Linked DNA regions of Astyanax mexicanus: region 1 is linked to region 2. The links are chromatin contacts, called in public Hi-C maps. All regions are on one chromosome and are shown on one strand. The core of a region is the stretch at or near the end of the contact, and the rest is flanking DNA. Distances in the headings are between cores, read along the strand shown. Region 1 holds the start of kras (v-Ki-ras2 Kirsten rat sarcoma viral oncogene homolog). Region 2 holds the start of polg (polymerase (DNA directed), gamma).

Region 1 (4,484 bases), core at 1,842-4,341, 140 kb before region 2:
TTAATTTTTTAAACTGGTACTTATGTTCAATTTAAGTGTTTACAGTGAGCTACCTTCAGGAGCCTCTGAAAACAGACCAGCTTTTGTAACTTCTTCACTACATTATGTCTTTCCTTTCCATTATAAACTTAAAATGCTGAGCTGTGCTGAATCACATGCACAGTTTACCACAGCACAACGCTCACTGAAAGGTGTCCAATGACTTCAGCAATCATAATTACAGTACTTGAATTTCAGTCGAGAAAGGACGGCTTAAATCATCGAGTAGTTCCCACACAGGTGATTTTTTACTGTGTGTGAGTCACACCAACGCAAACAGAGGTCTGGACTAAAAAAACTAGTCACACCACACTGTCTACAGCACATTTGGGAGTCACCAGCAAAAAAGAAAAAAAAATATTTATACCATTTGACCTTTACTCCAAATGTAATTAATCAGTCTGGACTTATGGGTGGCAGAAAAATGTAGTTGCTAATTTTAGTGCACAATTTGATGTATACATTAATAGAAAAGGCTTACTGTACACACCAAACAAGTCACAGCTGATTGACTACACTTAAGGGTAAAAGTGTAAATTTGACACTTGGGTGAGCCATTCCTTCAATCCAGACTGAGCCAAGAACCTTGGTTTAAGAATAATGTACGCCTTTATCGAAAGTTCTATATTTTTACGTACAGGTTAAAACTAATACTATATCAATATGATTTTCCACTGGACTCTTAAAAAGAGAAAGCAGCACTGACTGGTTTAAACTGTCTCAAACACAGGCCTAATCCTATCTGTATCTGGAGAGTCATCATGTTTGTCAATCATCCATTAAATAATTCCACACTTCCACACAAGATTATGGGAAATAGACAGTGTCTGTTGTGATCAGACTACAATGCACACAGGTCATCATTTGGAGACCAGGCCTTCGTTTTTAACTCTTGAATGACAATGGCTACGATTTTAAGCAACACTTAAAAACCAGCAAAGTCCTACAAACAAAGATGGCTAACCAGAGAAGAACATAAACCCAACACACCACCAACCACTTTTGTGGCCACTTTCAGAAGACAATAGAAAACAACTGTCAAAAACAAAGAAAAAGAAAACAAGGGGTATGTTAAGGGTTCTTTATCTAGCTAGTCAGAAGCTTTTGGTTGTTTCACCATCATCCATCATACAGATGCATGGCAATGTTCCTAAAGCAAGAACAAATTTTGTTTTCAAGAAAGGCATACGGATATCACGTTAAGTCCATTCTAAAGCATTAGACGCAGTAAAAGAACACAAACAGCAATGGAAAAACAGAAAAATCAATTCATTAATAAATAAAGTTAAATTAAGTCTCTGGCAGATACAATCTCAGAACATTGAAAGTAACTACAGCTTTAATCTGGGCCTTTACGTTTAATCGCGCAACATTTGTGAATGAAGAACTTTCCTAAAATCACCAAGAGTTCTAAAGAATCATTCGACTGTCTCCAATTAGATTTGAGACAAAAGGAAAACACTGAATTATTATTAGGAACACAATTTTTAAAGGCTGAGAAACTAATAAGCATAATCTTTCCCTCATTCCAAAACTCTGTTAAATCAAATGTAACAAATAAACGTATAAACCTTTTAGCTCCACTAAACAGAAAGGGAAAATATGACAAAGGTAAAACTTAAGTAAAAAAGTGCATATCTTTGACTTTGTTAGGAATAACTTAGAGGATCTATTAAGAAATAAGGTTTGTGTGTTACGTTTAACTAAGAGTTTATAAGTGTATCCATTTTTTGACTATTCGAGGCTTAATTTGAAATCTGAAATTGAGAGTAAAACCTCATTATTTCATTTTATTCATTTAGTATAGTAAAGCTTTTTTTTTTTGCTTCTCACAATCTGCATATTGTAACAATCAGTTTGGATTACACCATTTTCAATTTAAAAGCCAACAAGGTGAAAATGCATTTTTTAAGATGATACAGAAATAGAAAAAACTTGACGTACTGCCAATTCACTTATATTTTTTTATTTAAGAATTTAGCCTCAAACTGTCCGAAAATAGGCCCGATAAACGGTACACTGGTCAAACAGGGCCTGACTGACTGACTGGGGCGTTCTCGGGTAGCTATGGACGGTAGCTAAGCTAACCAGCTAGCCAGCTTGGCTAGTTAACTAGCTAGGTGGCTAAGCTAACCTACAGCCTCAACAGCTGAGCTAGCTTAGCTAGTTTACCAAAAACAATAGCTTGAGAGTTAGCATTTACAGCACTAAACACAACAGGCTCGAGTTCGGTCGTGCACACTGTAATTAGCCGTTACTGTTTTTTGTTTAGCGTTTCTGTAGCTAGTACCTACCTTCAGTGTTTTAGCTTAGCCGAGTTCCGCGTCCACGAATAATATTAGCCCAGCGTTCGAGCCCACAGCCTACAGTCCGCTCCTCAGACCCGAGCCGGTCATTGCTTCGAGGTTAGGTAGTTAACTAGCTAGCTAGTTTATCTCGATGCTGCGCCTGTGAAGCTGACTAGCTCACTAACCGCCTACCCGAGCCTATTTTCCGCAGCGGGGACTGTGGTGTTTTATTCCTCGGCCTGTTCGCTCGCTCGCTCGCTCCCTGCTCTCGACTGAGCTTCACACACAAAATATGGGCGGATACGGTGTGGCTGAGCGCAGCCCAGCGCTAAGATCACTTACCCAGGGAGCAGTGCACCACAGCACGGGCGGGCTTTCCTGGCTCGTTTCGGTACTTCCTAAAGGCTGGACGACAAGCCTAAAACGTGTACATGAGCTGCGCAGCCCTCTCGACCTGCTACTACTACTAATTCCAAGCCTCAGCTTGCATCTTTCATTCTGCACGCTGCTGCTGCCTTAAGGGCACACTGTGACCAGATCGATATCCCTTCAATAACAGGCGATGCAGAACAATGCAGCTCGACAGGGCGTCATCGGTTCATACTAACTTTTAAAAATAGCTTTTCAGAGCTTTTACAGACAACCCCCTTTAAATCACTGCAGGCTTGTCGGTGCAGCCTAACCAAACGAAGCAAAGCGAAAAGTCAGCACAGTGTTGTAACCGGCTTTTGACAAGCACCATTGTAAGCAGCGGGACGCTGAGTGTAGCCGAGCTTAAATAGGCCCTAAATATAACCGGGGACGTCTTGGACAGACGTCAGCCCCCATGCATGAATCTGATTGGCTGAACGCGCTATCGATCACGAGGCCGTGGGACCAATGCGTGTACCGCAACTGGGTTGTTCTAAAATAGTGTTGTTACTCTGCCTCATGTGGTTTCTTAAATATATCTGATTACTAATAAAATTTAAGATGTGCCATATAAATGAATACATCAAATATATCCAGCTTAATAGTTAGTAATTTGGCATTGTTAAAGTGTTAAACAATTTTGGCAGGTTCATTATATCACTCATAGAACTGGTAAAGTAGTGTTTTTTTTTTATTTTGGGAGCATATATTAATTAGTAGATTTTTAGCATTTTAGTGAATAATATAAATATAAACATACTTGTCAAGTTTTTTTTTTAGATAAAATATCATTTCAGGTGAAATAGTTTTGTTGCCTTTGTAAAACAGATGGAACATTATATTAAACTATAAATTCATCTTCGAAACAACAACAAACAAACTACACTCTATTAAATCTGTTAAAGCGTGTGTGTATATTCTTTTTTAAAATATTAAATATTTGTGTAACTATATTATCATTCTAGCAATATTATTATTTCTGTCTTGGGTACACTATTATATGCATGCACTTATATATATTGAATATAGATTGAATATATATTCAATCGTGTACTACATTCGTTTTCACAAAAAAAACGCACTGGGCCGAAACCTGCCCCTCCCACATGTTTATTAGTCGGACAGATGATGCTTACATTTTTTCAAAATTAGTGGATGAGCTATTTCCAGCTGCCTGAAAAACAACTGGGCTGACGGGGATGTCTCTAGTCAGTCTGAGGAATCCGTGCTGCTCCTTAGGACTGAACACTGAGAGAAGCTTCTGGAAATACTCTTATTGTTTACTCCGTTGAAGTTTCTTTATGTAATAGACCATGTGTAGCTGGTAGTCTCTCCTCGGGCATAAAATATAAATATTCACCATCCGCGTTGATCCATTTTAACTATTTTAAATAACAAAATATAAAACAAAAATATTATTATTATTATTATTATTATTATTATTATTATTATTATTATTATTATTATTATTATTATTATTATTATTATTATTATTTTAAGCACCCATAGCAGTTCCTGTATGAGGCACAGGGTGTCAGTATAAGCATTCACGTAAATCTAGTTAAAGCATAATCGAATATATCTTCATTTTAAATATAACGTATTATTCATCGGAAAGTTAACAGTAAATAGGTGTTGTCATGCAAAAAAGCATCTTTAATAAAGGCAGCTTTACAGTAAAATGAAAAAAAAAAAATCGTAACTGTCAATGTACAGAGGTTTTATATAGGATTTGTCATTTTGGAA
Region 2 (4,693 bases), core at 1,917-4,416:
CACTGACCTATTATTAAAGATTGTTGGCTGGAAAATTAGTAAATGAATGTCGCCTCGCTTTGCCAAACATTCACACAAAGCTATCCAGACTGTTCTCATACAGAGTTCCCCAATGGTGGAACAAACTTCCTTCCACTACCAGATCAGCAGAATCTCTCACTATCTTTAATAAACTCCTGAAGACAGAGCTCTTCAAAGATCACTTACTCTCTTAACGCCTCTAATACACTAACTACTTCTAACCTCCTTTACTCATCTATCCCATTATTTCCCTTTGTCCTCCTTTGGGCCCTATCTAAAGATGTTTTTACCTTTATCTTCTGTTACTTTTTTACTTCATTATTGTAAGTCGCTTTGGACAAAAGCGTCTGCCAAATGTAATGTAATGTAATGTAACCTACAAACATTAGTGAATGAATGGGTCGCTCTCAGAAGATCCACATGGTACTGTGAAAGGATTCACCTCTGCAACAAGCCAATCATGAAATTTCCTCACTACTAAATATTCTACAGTTAACTGTCAGTAATATTATAACAAAGTGGAAGAGGTTGGAAACAAAAGCAACTCACTCTGTTTATGTAAATAAGACCAGAGAAGGGTCAGCAGATGTGCACAGAGGTCAACAACTTTCTGCAGAGCCAATCACTACAGACCTCCAAACTTCATGTGGCCTTTAGATTAGCTCAAAAACAGTAGAGAGTGTAGAGAGCTTCGTGTAATGGATTTCCATGGCTGAGCAGCTCCATCTAATCCTCACATTACCTTCTTTCAAGTCAAGTCAAGAGGCTTTTATTGTCATTACATCTGAGTACAGGTACACATTGTAGTAAAATTACGTTCCTCCGGAACCATGGTGCAACACGGAACAACAAGCAATAGACAACATAAAGTGCAGGAGTGACGACAGTGCAACATAAAATTATAAAATTATAACACTAAATACAATAAATACAAAAGATGAGCCCATTTAAAGACAGGACAGTGCAGTACCGATACGGTATAATAAAGTGTATAGTGGGGATAAGGTGCAGAGATGTGTAACATACTGTAACATATAGTGACAATATAGTGTACAGATAAACTGATTCAGAAACTGAAGTGGTCTCTTATTTTTGTCCAGAGCTGTAGAGTTAAATGAACTGTATTTACAGATTTGATAAGCAGGAGTATGTAAATATGTAACTTCTTGCAAACAGAAGGTAATATTTAGCTACATAAAAAAAAAAAAGGATCTCAGTGAAATGTGCTGCAGTGAAACAGTGACTCTAACCTTGATTTAAGGATGTGGAGGAATCTGAAGACTTTAAGTTACCTACCTGCTAAACTGAGGCATGGTCTAGAAGTTGAGGAGATGTCAGTCTACATATCCCTACAGCAGCTGCAGGTCACAGAGAGGAGCTTTAGTTTTAGATTTAGCTGCTGCTGTTTTCTCGGCTTTATCTGTAGTTTGTGTGTTTTTTGGAGAGTGATAAACTCTACCCTGCGCGTGTGTGAATCACTAGTGAGAATAATACAGCCATGCTGACAGACAGCGGGCTGACCCCAGAGCCGTGTTTATCTGCTGTACCAGAGAAACTCCATACAGGAGAATTCCCACTTCAGAAACTCTTACTGTTTTATCGGGCCACCAGAGGGCGCTCCAGAGGGAGTCCAAAAACACTTGGTTCATATGGAGCACTGGGGTAAATCAGAGTTTATAAATATTTTATTTTAATAATACTGAATAATGTACTCATTTCTATGAACACAGAACAATATCAAAAGTTTCAGTAGTGGAATCATAATTATTAACCCAGTCAGTGCTCAGTATCAGTATGGTGTCTAAAAATCGTTGTGTAGAAAAAATAGAACATGCGTGTGCTCTTTATTTTTTTAGTGAAATACTTTATTGTAGTTTCTAAAATTAAAGGATTATTCTAGAAAATTAGTTTATGTTACTATTTTACATTTGAGTTTGTAGCTGTTTTATGGAGGCCTAAGGTGACATCATGTTAAAAAAATAATAATGCTTGACCACGACTTATTAATGTGTAGGAATGATATAATTAAAGTGGCAGTTCGTATTATTTTGTTTCTAAACTAAAAAAAGCAGAAGTATTTTTGAGTGGAGAAAGGACAAAATGTTGTGTTTAATGGTACCATGTGTGCTGGAACGATGATCCCTGCTAAGTGTATATAATATATTCATCTTAAAACTGGGGTTTCGGGACGCTTTTTGCAGGAGTTCATCTGGCCACATTGTGTGTCTTTACGTATTTACGTCACATGTACAGCCTCTAAAAAGTTTTACTTCATGCGAGCGGCTAGTGGAGCAATGGAGGCTTCAGAAGGGGAAACTCAGAGCTCAGTAGCTCATTCACTCATAATAAAAACAAAGTGTGTAGTTAAAGTGAAGTTTCTGACTGAGTGTGCTCTCTCTCTCTCTCTCTCTCTGACTAAACATAACCTTCAGAGTCGGATTCATCCACTCTGAAAGAAGACCACATCACACCCGCCCAGTTTAAAATGATTATTCCACATGCTCTGTGCAATTACCCATTCTTGCCAGAGAGAACCCTAAATCCCAAAACTTAGAGACATCAGCTTTAAGGCATGGAAACGAGATTCTAATGCGTGGGAACAAGATATCCTTCCAGCTGTGGCCGCGACTTATTAAGGCATGGGAATGAGTTAATCTAATGGTAGCCATTAAGGCGTGGCCACAAGATCCTTTTGTTTCACAGCAGAAACCCCCTCTCTTTCACAGGTAACAAAGCAAGCAGCTCTTGGGGTTGTGCACAATATATCTGCTTACGGTAGGTAAACGGGTCTGCATACTGTTTACATCTGAGCCATGTCTTACTCCAAAATATCAACATAATTCGTGCCAAGATAAAAATAAAAATAAACCAGTTTACTCTGCTTTTTTTTTTTTTTTAACGAAAGATAAACCTTGTTTTGGAGGTAATTGATGTAATATTCAGTTTCTTCATTGGCATTAATTTACAGAAAAGCAAGCTTTATTATTCTCTGGCCACGCCTTAAGATCTCATTCCCACGCCTTAATAAGTCGTGGCCAAGCATTTATTTATTTATGTTTTGCTGTCTTAGGGGGTCAGTACCTGTTTAGTTTAATTTAACCCTGTTCACTCGCGGGCTCCCTTTAGCGGATCGCAGTATTTTTCTTGTGGTCAGTCTCTCCGTGAACCAGCTCTAGTTGAGCCAGAGAATTTCTACAGAGGAGAATTCCCACTTGAGGACACATTTCGGTTTTTTCGGTCCACCAGAGGGCGCTCCCGAGTAAGCCCAAAATGAATGGGTTCATATAAAGCATTGGTGCAAAATCAGAGTTTATAAATATTTTATAGTTTTTATACTAAATAATGTTCTCGTTTTCTGAAAACAGAACAATAAAAAATGTTTCAGTAGCAAACACAGATTATTTAAAGCTTTTAAACGTCACTTATAAGCCTTTCAAACAAGGTCTATTTGTATCTTGAGCATCTGTTCACCAATCGGTCAGCGCTCAGTATCAGCAATGCTAGCGCCTTTACTGCCTAAAACCTTTTGCTGTAGAAAAATATAAACATACAAGGAAAATTATCTTTGTTTCGTTAACAAAAAACTTTATTCTACTTTTCGAAATTAAAGGATTATCTTAGAAAAATAGTTAGTTACTGTTTTACTTTTGAGTTTTTAGCCTTTTAGCTCCATTGAACCCTATTCATTGAGGGTTCACTCGCTGGCTCCCTCTAGCGGTTTGCAGTAATTTTGTGATATAGCGAGGGGTGAAGAGAGTGGTCAGTCTCTCTATATAAACAGCTCTGGTTTAGCTTCTTAAACACTGTGACCTCTCATAAAACCAGCCTGTTTTCTCCACAGCGACCCTGCGTGGCCGAGGGTGGAGGAGGCGGTTTGATAAGCTCTTATTTATCGGTTATTTATTCATCACGTGTTTTTAAACAAGCTAAATACCGTGTTAAATAATCGCTATCTAGCTAAATAGCTAACTGTAGTGTTTAGAGTGCTGCTTATCGCAACTTATATTTAGCAGATTTAAACCAGAGCCTGTAAATGAGCAGAATGTCTGGATAGTACTGCAGCAGCGGGACAGAGCTGAATAAACGTTTAGGTTAACCTCCGTTAAAAAAAATATATATTGTTTTAAAGCGGCTTCAGCACCAAACACTGTATTAATAATGTTATAGTTACTTAAACAGAGCGCCTGTGAAAGTCAGGGACGTCGGGCCTATCAGTTAAGTGCGGGGTATTTTCCCGCCTTTTCAGCGGCCTCGTGGCCTAATGGATAAGGCGTCTGACTTCGGATCAGAAGATTGCAGGTTCGAGTCCTGCCGGGGTCGATTATTTTCTTCTACAAAACAAATACAGAAACAAAAAAGCTCTATCCGCACAGAATTTGTTTCTCAGGGGGTTCTGGGGTAATTTTCTCCTTTATGGGGGGGTCATCTGTGATTTTATTCCCATCCTGACTGACCATTTACATGTTTTTCTCAGACCCCCTTTGAGAAAATTACAGTGTGAATGTAATAAAATAGCTATTTGTCCACTGCTGAGCACCGTAATTACACTTAGGGCACATGTTTCCAATGAGCTCCGCATAAACACAACAGCCAGTGGAAATGGAGGAGCTACTTAACGCAGTGTCATCCGAGAAAGCCTAAAAACTCGCTGATCCTCCTGTTGTTTAATTGC

Evidence for each region. A called contact is a pair of places that touch in the nucleus more often than the background predicts.
Region 1: a Hi-C map of muscle shows a contact between it and region 2, with 5 times the contacts expected there. The contact joins the promoter of kras here to the promoter of polg in region 2. A contact is called at or near these places in 2 of 3 Hi-C or Micro-C datasets (both in muscle).

The regions. Positions count from the first base shown.
Region 1 is chr2:62,227,044-62,231,527 of AstMex3_surface, reverse strand. kras (v-Ki-ras2 Kirsten rat sarcoma viral oncogene homolog) reads right to left here and starts at 3,091. Exons shown (of 5, transcript XM_007228120.3): 1 at 2,670-3,091.
Region 2 is chr2:62,083,908-62,088,600 of AstMex3_surface, reverse strand. polg (polymerase (DNA directed), gamma) reads right to left here and starts at 3,166. Exons shown (of 23, transcript XM_022672152.2): 1 at 3,103-3,166. trnar-ucg (transfer RNA arginine (anticodon UCG)) reads left to right here and starts at 4,269; the gene lies at 4,269-4,341.